Regions from separate parts of the Ovis aries genome. Here region 1 is linked to region 2. Evidence: chromatin contacts called from public Hi-C data. All regions are on one chromosome and are shown on one strand. Each heading gives the region's core, a stretch centred on a gene start, on an enhancer-like site or on the middle of the called end of the contact. The rest is flanking DNA. Distances are from core to core; before and after follow the strand shown.

Region 1 (5,573 bases), core at 2,143-4,642, 35 kb after region 2:
GTAAGGAAGGAGTGGAAACAGCATGGGGTGGCCTTCTGCCACGCCCTCGGCATACCTGGGGAGCAAGCGTGCTCTGTCAGGGTTGAGATGGACGTGGCTCCTCTGGACCTGCAGAGAGGCTGGGGAGGATGGTGGTGTGGGGGAAGGAAGTCCAGGCGTGGCAAGGAAGATAAAAGAACCAGAGTTAGGGATTTCCCTGGTGGTCCTGTGGTTGAGACTCCACGCTCCCGCAGCAGGGGGCTAGGTTCAACCCCTGATCAGAGAACTAGATCCTGCCTGCTGCAACCAAGCGTTCACACTGCATGCCGTGGCAAAGATGGAAGATCCCGTGTGCTGCCACTAAGACTCGTCACAGCCAAATAAATACATGTTTTTTTTTATAGAACCAGATTTAGAAGAAATTGTTCCCATGGAAAGTTCAAACCAATTCCCCTGCCCTCTGCCCCACTTAATACATTGCAAGAATGAACTTGTACAAGCCTAGTCCTAACTTGAGTGATACTTCTTCAATGAACCAAATAGGTATCTCTGGAGAAGCCTCTGGCCTGGAGGGGTTTCAGGAGGCCTGAGCTTTTGTTTCAGGAGGCGGGACAAAAGCTCCCGGTGACTCGTCTTCGCTCTGTCCCTTCCGACTCCTGAGGGTGGCTCCATCCAGACCCATGAGGGTGGCTGCTGGCCTGCCAGCATGGGCCCTCCTTGACCCTGACCAGCGTCAACTCTCAGCACCCACGACCTTCCAGCTCTTCCTGCACATGCACTCTGAGGGCTCCCCAGGTCTGGGCCTGGGCTGGGGTCAGGGGCTTTAAATTCTGCTGGGGGAGCCGAGGGCTGGAAGGGCGGCTCCAGCAACATGCCTGTCAGCTACAGCAGGCGTGTGCTTGGCGGAACCCCAGGCTGGTCCTCGCCAGGCTGTCCTATTCTCCGTTAGCTGCCTGGGCAGTGTGGACTGGAAGGAGGGGTGTTCATCTGAGCAGTGGTCTCTCTCCCTTCCTTTGCAGGACAAGGAAGACGGGGAGCCAAACACCAAGCAGCTCAGAGAAGGGGAGGAGGAAGGCGAGAAGCACAGGTAACGCCTCGCACTCAGCTCTCTTCCCGTACCTGTCGGTTTCCGCGTCGTCCCAGCATCATCCTGTCCACATCTGTCCTGTTGCTGCCTCTCCACCCCATGGCCACTTTGTTCAGACAGGACAGTCTTACTGTTGGGACCTTTTCTGCACCCTTGCCCTCACTGGCTATCTGACTCTCAGCCACCGGCCATTTTTTTAGCCACCAGACCCCTCACATTATGTCTCCTCACTCTTTTCTGAAATACTTGGGGTGGCATGGTTCTGCAGCAACCCCAGAATCAGGTCCAGACTCTCCCTGGTGTGTCAGGCTCTGCTCCAGCCGTCAGCCTGGGTTCCTGCTCCCTGTGAGGACTGGAGCTTTTCTTTTTCCTTAACGTGTGTTTATTGGGCTGCGCTGGGTCCTACGTGCAGTATATGGATCTGGAGCTCCGTGACCAGGGATTGAACCCCGGGCCTCCTGCACTGGGAGTGCGGAGCCTCTGCCACTGACCACCAGGGAAGTCCCCGGGACTGGCTGCTGAGGCCCTGAGAAAGCTTATCCCAGTGAGCTGTGCTTTGGAAGGGTGCCCCCCAGAGGAAGCTCGGCCGGCGACTTCCCGACACCGCAGCCTGCCCTGGCCTCCTCCGCCAGGGTGAGTGGAAGCCTCCCCCGGGGGCCGGCGCCTCGTCCGCGCCTTTGTGTTCAGGCTCCGATCTCACACGAGATGGGGCCTTTTCAAGCCCACAGGGGCACAGGTGTGTCTGCACGTGTGTGACTTCACAGTTTGCAAAGTGTGTTCACACCGTCCTCACGGAGGCCCTGGGGTCTCGCCACCTCACTTGTTTTCAGAGATGGCGACGGCCCTGTGCTGAGGAGGCTGGTGATGCTCCATGCTGGTGCAGGGACCTGGTCACCCCAGCTCTGGGCTCTGTGGTTTCTCGTTGGGGCTCAGCGCCCCCAGCACGTTGTGCAGCCTGCGCTGGTGACAGAGACAAAGGCCAGGTTGTTGCTTTTTATTTGCCAAGTGACCACAGGCTCAGGGGCTTGGCGGTGGGTGCCTGCAGTTTTCTCCTTTCTGTGGTAACTGCTGAGAGACCCTTTGGTTTCCTCTGGGTTTATCCTCAGGTTTTTGATTGCTGCCTGGAGCCTGAGTCATTTCTCAGATTCAGTCGTCTGCCCAGATACAGTGCAGGGTCAGGGGTGGCGGCTGAGGAAATGGGAAAGTCCAGCAGGACGAGAGGCAGGCACCCCGGTACCTCACCCCTCACCAGCCTTGCTGGGGAATCACCCACCTTCCTCTCTGCCCGTCCTCTGGCCCATCTGTCCACAGAGACCTTTTAGGAATCATGGCTGTTTTAGTTCCTTTGGCTTTCCTTATAAATTTTAGAGTCAGCTTGTTAATATCTATTTTAAAAGCTTGCTGAAGGTGACAGAGGGGGACAGTGACGTGCTGTGGAAAGTGGGAGAGGAAGGGGGGGCTTTCTGGATGTGGTACCCTCCCTGTTATCTTAACCCAGTCCTTAGTGGCCCATCTGTGGGTATTTCAGAGAAGGTGGGAGGGGCACACTGTCTCATGCCAGTTCCTCTTGAAATTTCAGAACGTCGTCATCATATAAGTGTATGTGTCTATTGTTGCCTACTTGTTAAAAATAATGATAAACTAATATAAATAAAAAGTTTGCTAGAGTTTCAATTTGTATTACATGGAATCTATAACTCAGAATACCTGAAAAACATTTTTTTTTTCTTACTCTCTTCAGGATAAATCCTGCCCCATTCCCCTACAACCAAATCCCCATTTACTGAGAGTCAGTTCCCCAAAGGCCGACCAGGCACTGTGTGAAGGAAAGACATGTTCCCACCCCCAGGAGGACCCCTGCTTCTCCTCTGGGCTGGGTCTTTCCTCTCCCAGCCCTCCTTCCCTCGTGGCTCATCTCTAACACAGCCTCCCTGCTTGCCGCCTAGAGAAGAGGTGACCCCACAGCCCTGGAGACCTGGCCTCAGAAAGGGACACTCATGTCAGTTGCTTGTGTTTTTCGTAAGCCCTCAGTCACTTCCTCCTGATGCCAAGTCGGCTGGTGTGTGCCGTGGAGGTATGTCGAGGGTAGGGCTTGTGCCTGACAGTCATGGCCACCCAGCCAGGTGGGAGGAAACGAGTGACGTTGCACACTCCACTGGGCACGGGGCAGAGGAGCGTGTCCTGTTAAGTGTCTGAACAAGCCAGCCCCAAACCCTCAGCCCCCACAGCCCCTGGCTTGAGATCGTGGTCAGCACCCAGCCAGAGCAGTCACCGCTCAGGGATGGCGGTTCCCCCTCGGTGAGCGTCTTGTACCGCAGAAGGAAGTAGGCCACTCACCTTCCTTCTTGGGGATGGAGAACCGGTTCTGCAACTCCTGTGTGGAGAGGTCCCACCCCAGCAGAGGCCCGGCCCAGCTCTGGCCCAGTGCCCAAGCCCTTTAGGCTGGTCAGTGCCAGGCCTTCCCCTGTCTGCCAGTTGGGTCCCCAGGATGGTGGCTGTGCACCAGGGCGTCTCACAGACCGGTGACGCGAGCTTGATTCAGCAGACAGGGAGCAACGTGGCAGTGAGGATGAGAGCGGCCCCCACCCACAGCCCCTGAGTTGCGTCACTCCCGCTCCAGGACTCACTGGGGAGACGTGGGAGGCTGTCCTCTGGCTGGCCCGCCCTGCCACTTGGTGTGTGACAGGCACATCCCTGCCATGCTGTGGGCCACTTGCCACCTGCGTGGGCAGTATTGCAAGAAGCCTCTGTAGGCTGCATGTGTCTGCTGGGCTGTTCCTTCCCATCTGCCTTCGGGACAGTCTGCCTTCGTGCCATCCTAACAGGCAGAAAGCACTCAGGGTTTGGGAGGGGGCTTCCAGGGCAGCAGTGGGACACGCCTGTGAGATCTGACCCCTGCTCTGCAGAGCACCACTCTGTTCAGGGTTGATGTCCACAGTCTGTATCATCTGCAGCCTCAAGAGAAACGCAATCCTTGATTTTCACACGGAGGCCAGTGAAAGCATGAGCCTTCCCGTCCTGTCTCAGAAGCATCAGAGCTGGGATTTGGGCCCAGGGTGGTGGCTGGTAAAGATGGTAAAGAATTTGCCTACACTGACGGAGACTCGGGTTCGATCCCTGGGTTGGGAAGATCCCCCGAAGAAGGGAACAGCTACCCTCAGCATTCTCTGGAAAATCCCATGGACAGAGGAGCCTGGTGGGCTACAGTTCATGGGGTCGCAAAGAGTCGGACACAACTAAGTGGCTTTCACTCTTTCACTTTCACAGTGTTGGCAGAATGGAACTCTTTTCACCCCCTCCCCTGAGCAGCTACTTCATTCCAAAATGGGGGTGACAAAAAATTTCTAAAAACATAAAATTGGAGCAGCAGAACCAGCGTGTGGCCCTAGTGGCCTCCAGAAGAGTGAATTCTGCCCCTGCCTCCTTTTTTTAAATTTAAGTTGCAGAAGGAGGAAATTCAACCTTGGTCCTTTGTTAGAAAGGCTAGACCCTAGAGCAGCACCAAGTGCCCCAGGAAGTCTGTCCAGAGACTTTCGCCATTTGGCAGTAATCAGGGTGGGGCGGGAGGAGCAGTTAATTGGACATCAGTGTGGGTCAGTCTCCTCATTAGCTCTCAGCTGAGTGAATCAGGGCTTGAACCGTGCTCCACAGAGCTGGACACACCTAGCAGGCCTCCTTGTTTACAAGTGTGGAAATCGGACCTCAGGATGGGGTAGTCCCACAGAGACTGGGACCCGGGTGTTCTTGACCGTGTGACCAGTGCTCAGCTCTAGGGGAGGATAGGGGAATGGTAGGCAGCGCGGCTGGTGGGGGCAGTAGTCGCTGAGCAGCCAGCCCACCAGCTGATGCCTCTGGCCCCCCCGTCCCCCGCTGTGTCCCCCTCATGCCGGCCAGCCTTCTGAAGCCTGGGCACCAGGGGGTGCTCGGGTGTGGCTGCTGTGATCTCAGGGCTCAGCTCCCGCTGGACTCTCCTCTCCCCTCCTCTCAGGACCCTGGCCCTGGAGCCGGTTTCTGAGAGTGGCGGGTGTTTCTTATTCTCACTAATCCCTGCAGGTTTCTTCCCACACCCAGTTTCTCTTCCGCTTTTCTCCCCACCCTGTTATAAATGAAAGTCAGCGTTAGCGATCCTGCCCCACTTTCCCCGCGTGCTTCAGGGACCTGGCATTTACCTCCCGGCCTGAGGCAGGCGTTAGGGGATGGGATTCAGGGCGGTGTCCCTGCTTCATAGAGAAGGCAGACCCTGGGAGTGGGCAGCAGGCTTCTTCCACACCAGCCTGGCTGGTATGGCCCCAGGACATGGGGGTTTAGCCAAGCCCCAGGACTGCAGGCCATGGGGCCCTGGCTGAGGGCGGGTGAGGCTCACAAAAGCCCCGAGTTGAGACCATGCCCCGTGCTGATTTGTGTAGCCACACACACCTTCTGGACTCCTTCACTTGAGCTTGCCTGTGCCGCAGCTGGAGAAATCAGCCACATTTCCCTGGCACGGACACAGGGTCCCCTAGGTGAG
Region 2 (5,547 bases), core at 2,072-4,571:
TCGCTCAGGGTGAGGGACCAGGAGGGGTGGGCAAAGCAAGGTCAGCTGGAGTTCTCACCTGACCTCCCTGGAGCCCCATGTCCTCAATGACACAAATGGAGTTCAGCCTGGGCTCCACACCTGTACCCTCAACATCTGTCCCGACCTCTGGGCCCCTGAGTGCCCCTCAGCTCTCATGCACCCCAGTGCTCCCTTTCACTGGAGGGCTACCAAGCAACACCGCTGCTCCAGCTGCAAGGGGGCCGCGCATCTGCATATTTTGCATCACCTTTACACACCAATTGCAGCCTTTGGGTGCTGTCCCCAGCCCCCTTATCCTTGTGCCCACTTCCTAAGCCCTCACTAGGGAAGCCCTGCTGGGGGGTCCTCTGGGCGTGCTGCCACCAGTCCCTCTCACTCCTGACATCCTGCCTCTATTTCCCACGGCCATGTGCCTGATCCTCCCTGTCCTGCGCCCTCAGATCTCAAGGCCCAAACTCTGTCCTCTGGCACCATATCCCTGACAAGTCGCTGCTCTGGGGCCTAATGCCTCCATCCAGCTAATACCCAGGAAGCACCTACTAAATGTGAGGTGAAACCGTGGAGTAGCAAGCACAATGAGGGTGCAAACCAGGACATGCCTGGGCTGAGGTCCAGTTCGGTCGGGGTGGGGGGGACAGGGCGCAGGCCCACCTGAGTTCTGCCCATGGAGCCAGGCCTTTCCTAGGTAAAGGAAAGCAGGGCAGAGGCTGGCTGGAGCTCTGCGGGACAACCTGCGTACGACCCTGCCTTGGTTTCCCCGCTAAGGCCCTGGGAGGCTCAGACTGAGTGATGTCTAGGGCTCACTGTGGTCCTCCTTCAGGAGCCACCCACAGCCCCCTCACCCACTCGTGGCCCCCAGAGGTACGGGGTGAGGGGGGCTGAATCTAGGGTCTGTGAGGGGAAAGGAAGGGCAGAAACGGGGGTGCTCCCTGGGCGGGCCCAAACCCACAACTGGGGAAACAGGTTTACCAGCTGATGTCAGCTCTCACTGCTGAAGGGAGGGGTGAAAGTATTGGGGGACCTACTGGCTGGGTGGCTGGCCAGCTCAGGGTTTCTTAATAGCCTCTATCAGTTCAACCCCTTACCTATCTTCCACTCCCCTGAGCACATACACAATAGGTCCCTGCAGGGCTCTGACGCGGGCAGCCACCAACCACTCCAACCACTCCCTGGGAGCCCAGTGCAGAGGGTGGAGACCACGTTCCGGGAGCAGCAGGACCAAGCCGGCAGGAAGGCCGTGCTGGGAGGCTGGCTGGAGCTTCCTCTCCCCAGGAAACCTGGCCCCTCCCGGCTCCGGGGTTCACACTCATATCCTGGATTTGTTTGCCTGGCCCCAGGCTGTCCCCTGCCTGCCCAGGCTTCCAAGGCTACAACCAGCTAGGCTGTGCCCCACACCTCCCCAGTGAGGTGAGGAGTGGGAGGCAGAGAAGGGACTCAGCACAGGTGAATGCTAAACACCTGTGAGGAACTGACTGCCTGCAGAACTCAGCTAGAAGGGGCAGCAGGAGGCACCCGTGTTGGAGGTTTGGTTCTGGGGAACCAAGACACACCTTCCCCCAGAAGCATGCCACCCTGCCTGAAGACCCACCATTAACAGCCCTCAGACTCATCACCTCGTTCAAGCCCTTCACCTGATCACAAGAGAAGAAACTCACGACCAAGAACCCGCCCACGACCACGGGGACAATCAGAAGCACAATTAACATCCCTCAGATGTATCACCTCATCCAAGCCCCCCTTCACCTGGTTACAACTGAAGGAAGTGAAGACCAAGAACCTGCCCGCAACCACGAGGGCAATGAGAAGCATAAGGGCCAGTGGCAAGTTTCCTCCTAAAGCTTTTCTCCATCACAAGGACCAGCCTTTGGACATAGAGACAGAGAAGCCAGGGGAACCGGATCCAATGGAGCAGGGAAGCAGGAAGCTTCTCTGGCCTGGACCAGTCATACTGGCTACCCCAGTCATACTGGCTACCCCTCTGCAGAGTCCAGGCCACTCCAGGCCAGGACTGTGCCAAATTTACAGATATGGAAATGGAGCTCAGGGTGTAAACAGCATGCATGCTCTGAATCACACCAAAGATGGACTCTACTCTATTCACTGCCTCCTGCCAGATGCCTGGGTTTCTCACCACCCGAGCGGGCTCAAGAAGCTATGGCCTTTGTGGGCTGGATTCCTGGTCCCTGGGGCCCCAGACCTAGCCTGCAGTCCTGAGAGACAGTGGGCTAGCCTCTTCTCAGAGGGCCGGCTGATACGAGCATGAACTTCCCCCCAGTGCCCAGATCAGGAGCACACAATAGTCCATTGTGCCCAAGGTGCGCCTGAGCCAGGAGTGTGATGCGAGGCAGGTGCAAGGAGGAAAGTTGGTGCTGGGTGAAGGGCAGAGGGGTGTTGCCCTGGGTTCTCTCCTTGCTGTGGATACAGAAGGAAAGTGGGGCCCTATGTGTTCGATACAGTTTGGGGGACACCTGGGTTGCTCCCATCACCTTGAGGCCACTTAAGGTAGTCAATGAGGCAGGATGAGAATCTCAGGAGAAAATGGTATCCCTCCATCCCTTTCAAACATCCCTCCCAGCTAGTCTGCATTCCCCATCTCCACCCTGAGCATCCAGAGAAAATCTTTTCTTTGGGCTGGACCCCCGGTAACCCACACCCTCCTCCGCGCCCGGGGTTGGGATGGGGCCGGCTGGGGTCAGGAACTCACCACGGTCAGTTCGCTGCAGCGGATCTGATGAGTTGACCCAAGACAGAAGTAGTGACCTCCCACCAAGCCCACTCAGACCCGTAGACCAAGACTACCCAACTGGGCACAGCCGTCAGGAGGAGCAAGCCCAAATGCAAAGTAAGCCTCCCAACCTGGACCCCCCGCCGGGGCCTCAGTTTCCCCATGTGTAAAAGAGATAAAGGCCGGCTTGGTCCAGGCCCCTCTCCTCCGGCACAACCGATGCTACCCAGTCAGCACCCAAGAGGCTCCAGCGTGGCGCGCGCCCGCGAGGACAGACCCCAAGGTGTAAACGCCAGAGGCACCAGCGGGCCGGGGGCGCACACGTGCGTGCGGAGCCGGAGCAACCCCGGCTCGCGCGCAAATACGCGGCCCAGGTTGCGCCGAGCGCAGGTGCAGCAGGCGCCGGGCGCGCGGAGCTGGGGGCCCGGCGAGCGCGGGGCGGGGCGGGCTCACCTGCGCGTAGTAGAGCAGCCACAACTCGTAGAGCCGCTCCGAGGCGGCCATGGCCCGATCGGGCTCCGGCGCTGCTGCACGCCACCTGCCGCCACCGCCTCCTCCTCCGCGCCGCCCGCCGGTTGCCCTCGGCCAGGCCCATGGGCGGAGGGCGTCACTCCAGGGCGGAGCGGCCCGGTACTACTGGGGGAAGTAGTACTGGCCCCCGCCGCGCTCCTCCTCCCGGTCGGCCGCCGCCCGGCTTCCTGCACTTCGGCGGCTGCCACCGCCGCCCCGCCCCTCCCGGGACCGAGCAGAGGGCGGGGAGCCCGGCGGGAGGAGGAGCCTGAAGTCAGGGCGGCCCGGAGGGCGCCCAGCGGCCCCGCACCCCTCCCCCAAATCCGCGCGCTACCAGTGCCTCGGGTAGGGCCAATCTGAGCCTTCCGGACTGGGGTCGGGGTCTGGGATTCCAGACTTGCCCCAGGTCTAGACCTGACTGACACGCAGCCCGCCTGGCTGGACGGCCACCATTCGTGCAAGGGAGAGGCTCGCGGGCTTGGGGGAAGGGGCTGCGGGCCGCGGGTAGATGGGCAGTGTCCTTCAACAAGTTGTGAGGACAATAACCGTGATGACCACTTGTAGAACTTATACGTGCCAGGTGCTGGTCTAAGTGCTTTATGCGGAGACCGAAGTGCCACCTTTTTTTTTTTTAATCCTATTGTTAGTGGAGCAGAATAGTGCGACGGGAGTGTGGAGTGGGGCGAGGGGATAAGAAAACTAGGACAAAACTCAAATAGCTCTGGGCGAGCAGTTTCCTCCACCTGTTTAGCAGTAGCTTTCACCTCGCCTGGATCCCCTCCTTCAGGAAGCCTTCCTAGATGCTCCAAGTGGAGGCAGCCTTCACTCCAGGGTTCAGCACTTGGTTCACATCTTTTGTTTTAACTTCAAGAGAATAAAGGCTAAAGGGTGCCTCGTGCCTCTGTTTGACAGGCAGAGAAACTGAAGCCCCGATGGGCCAAATGAGGACCATTTGGGCAGCATGAACAGGGACAGATGCCAGACAGTTTTCAGAACCAGTGCCACCATCACCCCTGGGCATCCTTCTTTCCCTACTTCCCCAGCACCCTGAGAAGTGAGGAGGGCCCTTGTTGTTGGCCAAGGGTAAGGCCCTCTATTGGGGCTGCTGGGGGGCTGCGGGTGGGGTTGCAGGACCCAGAGAGTTACCATCAATTGGAGGAATTGAGTCTGGAAGCCACTAGACCCTGGGTGGCCAAGAGGAGACACACTCTGTCTCCATACCCATCCTGTGCTGTCCTCGTGGGTTCACGGGCATCTCCTCCACTCTGGCCTTTTTCCCTACCCCATCCATCCTACTTCTGACATTTCCTGAGCACTGACTACCTTCCTATTGTGTATCACCTGGATACCTGGAAGGGCACCAAAAGGCCCAGGGTACAGAGGTCAAGAGGGTCATTTGTGGGGACAGGCTAAATAGGGTTGTGTGGCCCTGGAGATCTCTGTTGGGAACTGGGAAGGAAGGAGTGGGTGTCCACCTGCTGTCAGACTGGGAAGGGAGACCACAAGCGGGGAACGGCCTTGTTGAGACAAGTCACGGGTGTGGGTGTGGGTGGTGGGGGGAAGAGGAGGGCATGGGCTCCTCTCCTCAGGAGGTGGGAGGAAGTGTGGCTCTGGGAATCTGGATAGGCTATCAGAAGATACTGACTTCGGCCAAAGAGGTCTCTCTGTTGTCGGTTGTCAGGCCATGTTAATTAACTTGAAAGGATACCGTGGCAGCTCCAGCTGCGGAGCGGTGCACCTATTGGCCAAGGCCACACCAACTGTCAGCTTAGTTCTCAGGAACTAAGCTCAGAGTGGTCTCTTGGGGCCCCCTGGGCCCAGGTTGGGGTTTGCTCTTCTTCAGTTTAGGTAGTCTGGCTCCGGGTACTCTGCCACCCCATGAGGGGTTCGAGGTGGGAGGGGAGCATCCTTGAACCCAGAGGAAAATGGTCATTCAGCCAAGCCCTGCTCTGCTTAGGCTCTGTCTGAGCTGACAGCGGCCAGAGAAGGGCCCAGGGGCCCATGAACAAGTGTATCAAGGAAGCCACTGGTATCTTAAGAGGAAAGGAAAGGCAGACCACTTAATCTGGGGTCGGAATGGAGACAGTCAGGGAAGCCTTCCTGAAGGCATTCGAGCCTTGAAGAATCAGAAGTGGACAAAGATGGGTTAGTTCAGTAGCTCAGTCGTGTCCAACTCTTTGCGACCCCATGGACTGCAGCACGCCATGCCTCCCTGTCCATCACCAACTCCCGGAGTTTACTCAGAAGAAAAAGATGGGTCAGCCAATTGCAAAGTGGCGCCTAGGTAAAAA

Evidence for each region. Hi-C and Micro-C count contacts between places; a contact is called where the count stands out from the background.
Region 1: a Hi-C map of omental adipose tissue shows a contact between it and region 2, with 2.1 times the contacts expected there. The contact joins the enhancer-like site here to the promoter of NBEAL2 in region 2. A contact is called at or near these places in 6 of 16 Hi-C or Micro-C datasets (blood, omental adipose tissue and retroperitoneal adipose tissue).

What each region holds. Positions count from the first base shown.
Region 1 is chr19:52,576,934-52,582,506 of ARS-UI_Ramb_v3.0, forward strand. It overlaps CCDC12 (coiled-coil domain containing 12), which reads left to right. Exons shown (of 7, transcript XM_004018503.6): 2 at 999-1,066. Among named protein-coding and RNA genes, the nearest start is that of CCDC12, 34 kb to the left of the region's middle. Within about 2 kb of position 3,393, at least 25 of the 54 cell types and tissues checked have an H3K27ac peak or open chromatin away from gene starts, as enhancers often do.
Region 2 is chr19:52,541,988-52,547,534 of ARS-UI_Ramb_v3.0, forward strand. It overlaps NBEAL2 (neurobeachin like 2), which reads right to left and starts at 3,322. Exons shown (of 53, transcript XM_042236339.2): 1 at 3,200-3,322. The coding sequence starts at 3,250. CCDC12 (coiled-coil domain containing 12) reads left to right here and starts at 3,490. Exons shown (of 7, transcript XM_004018503.6): 1 at 3,490-5,547.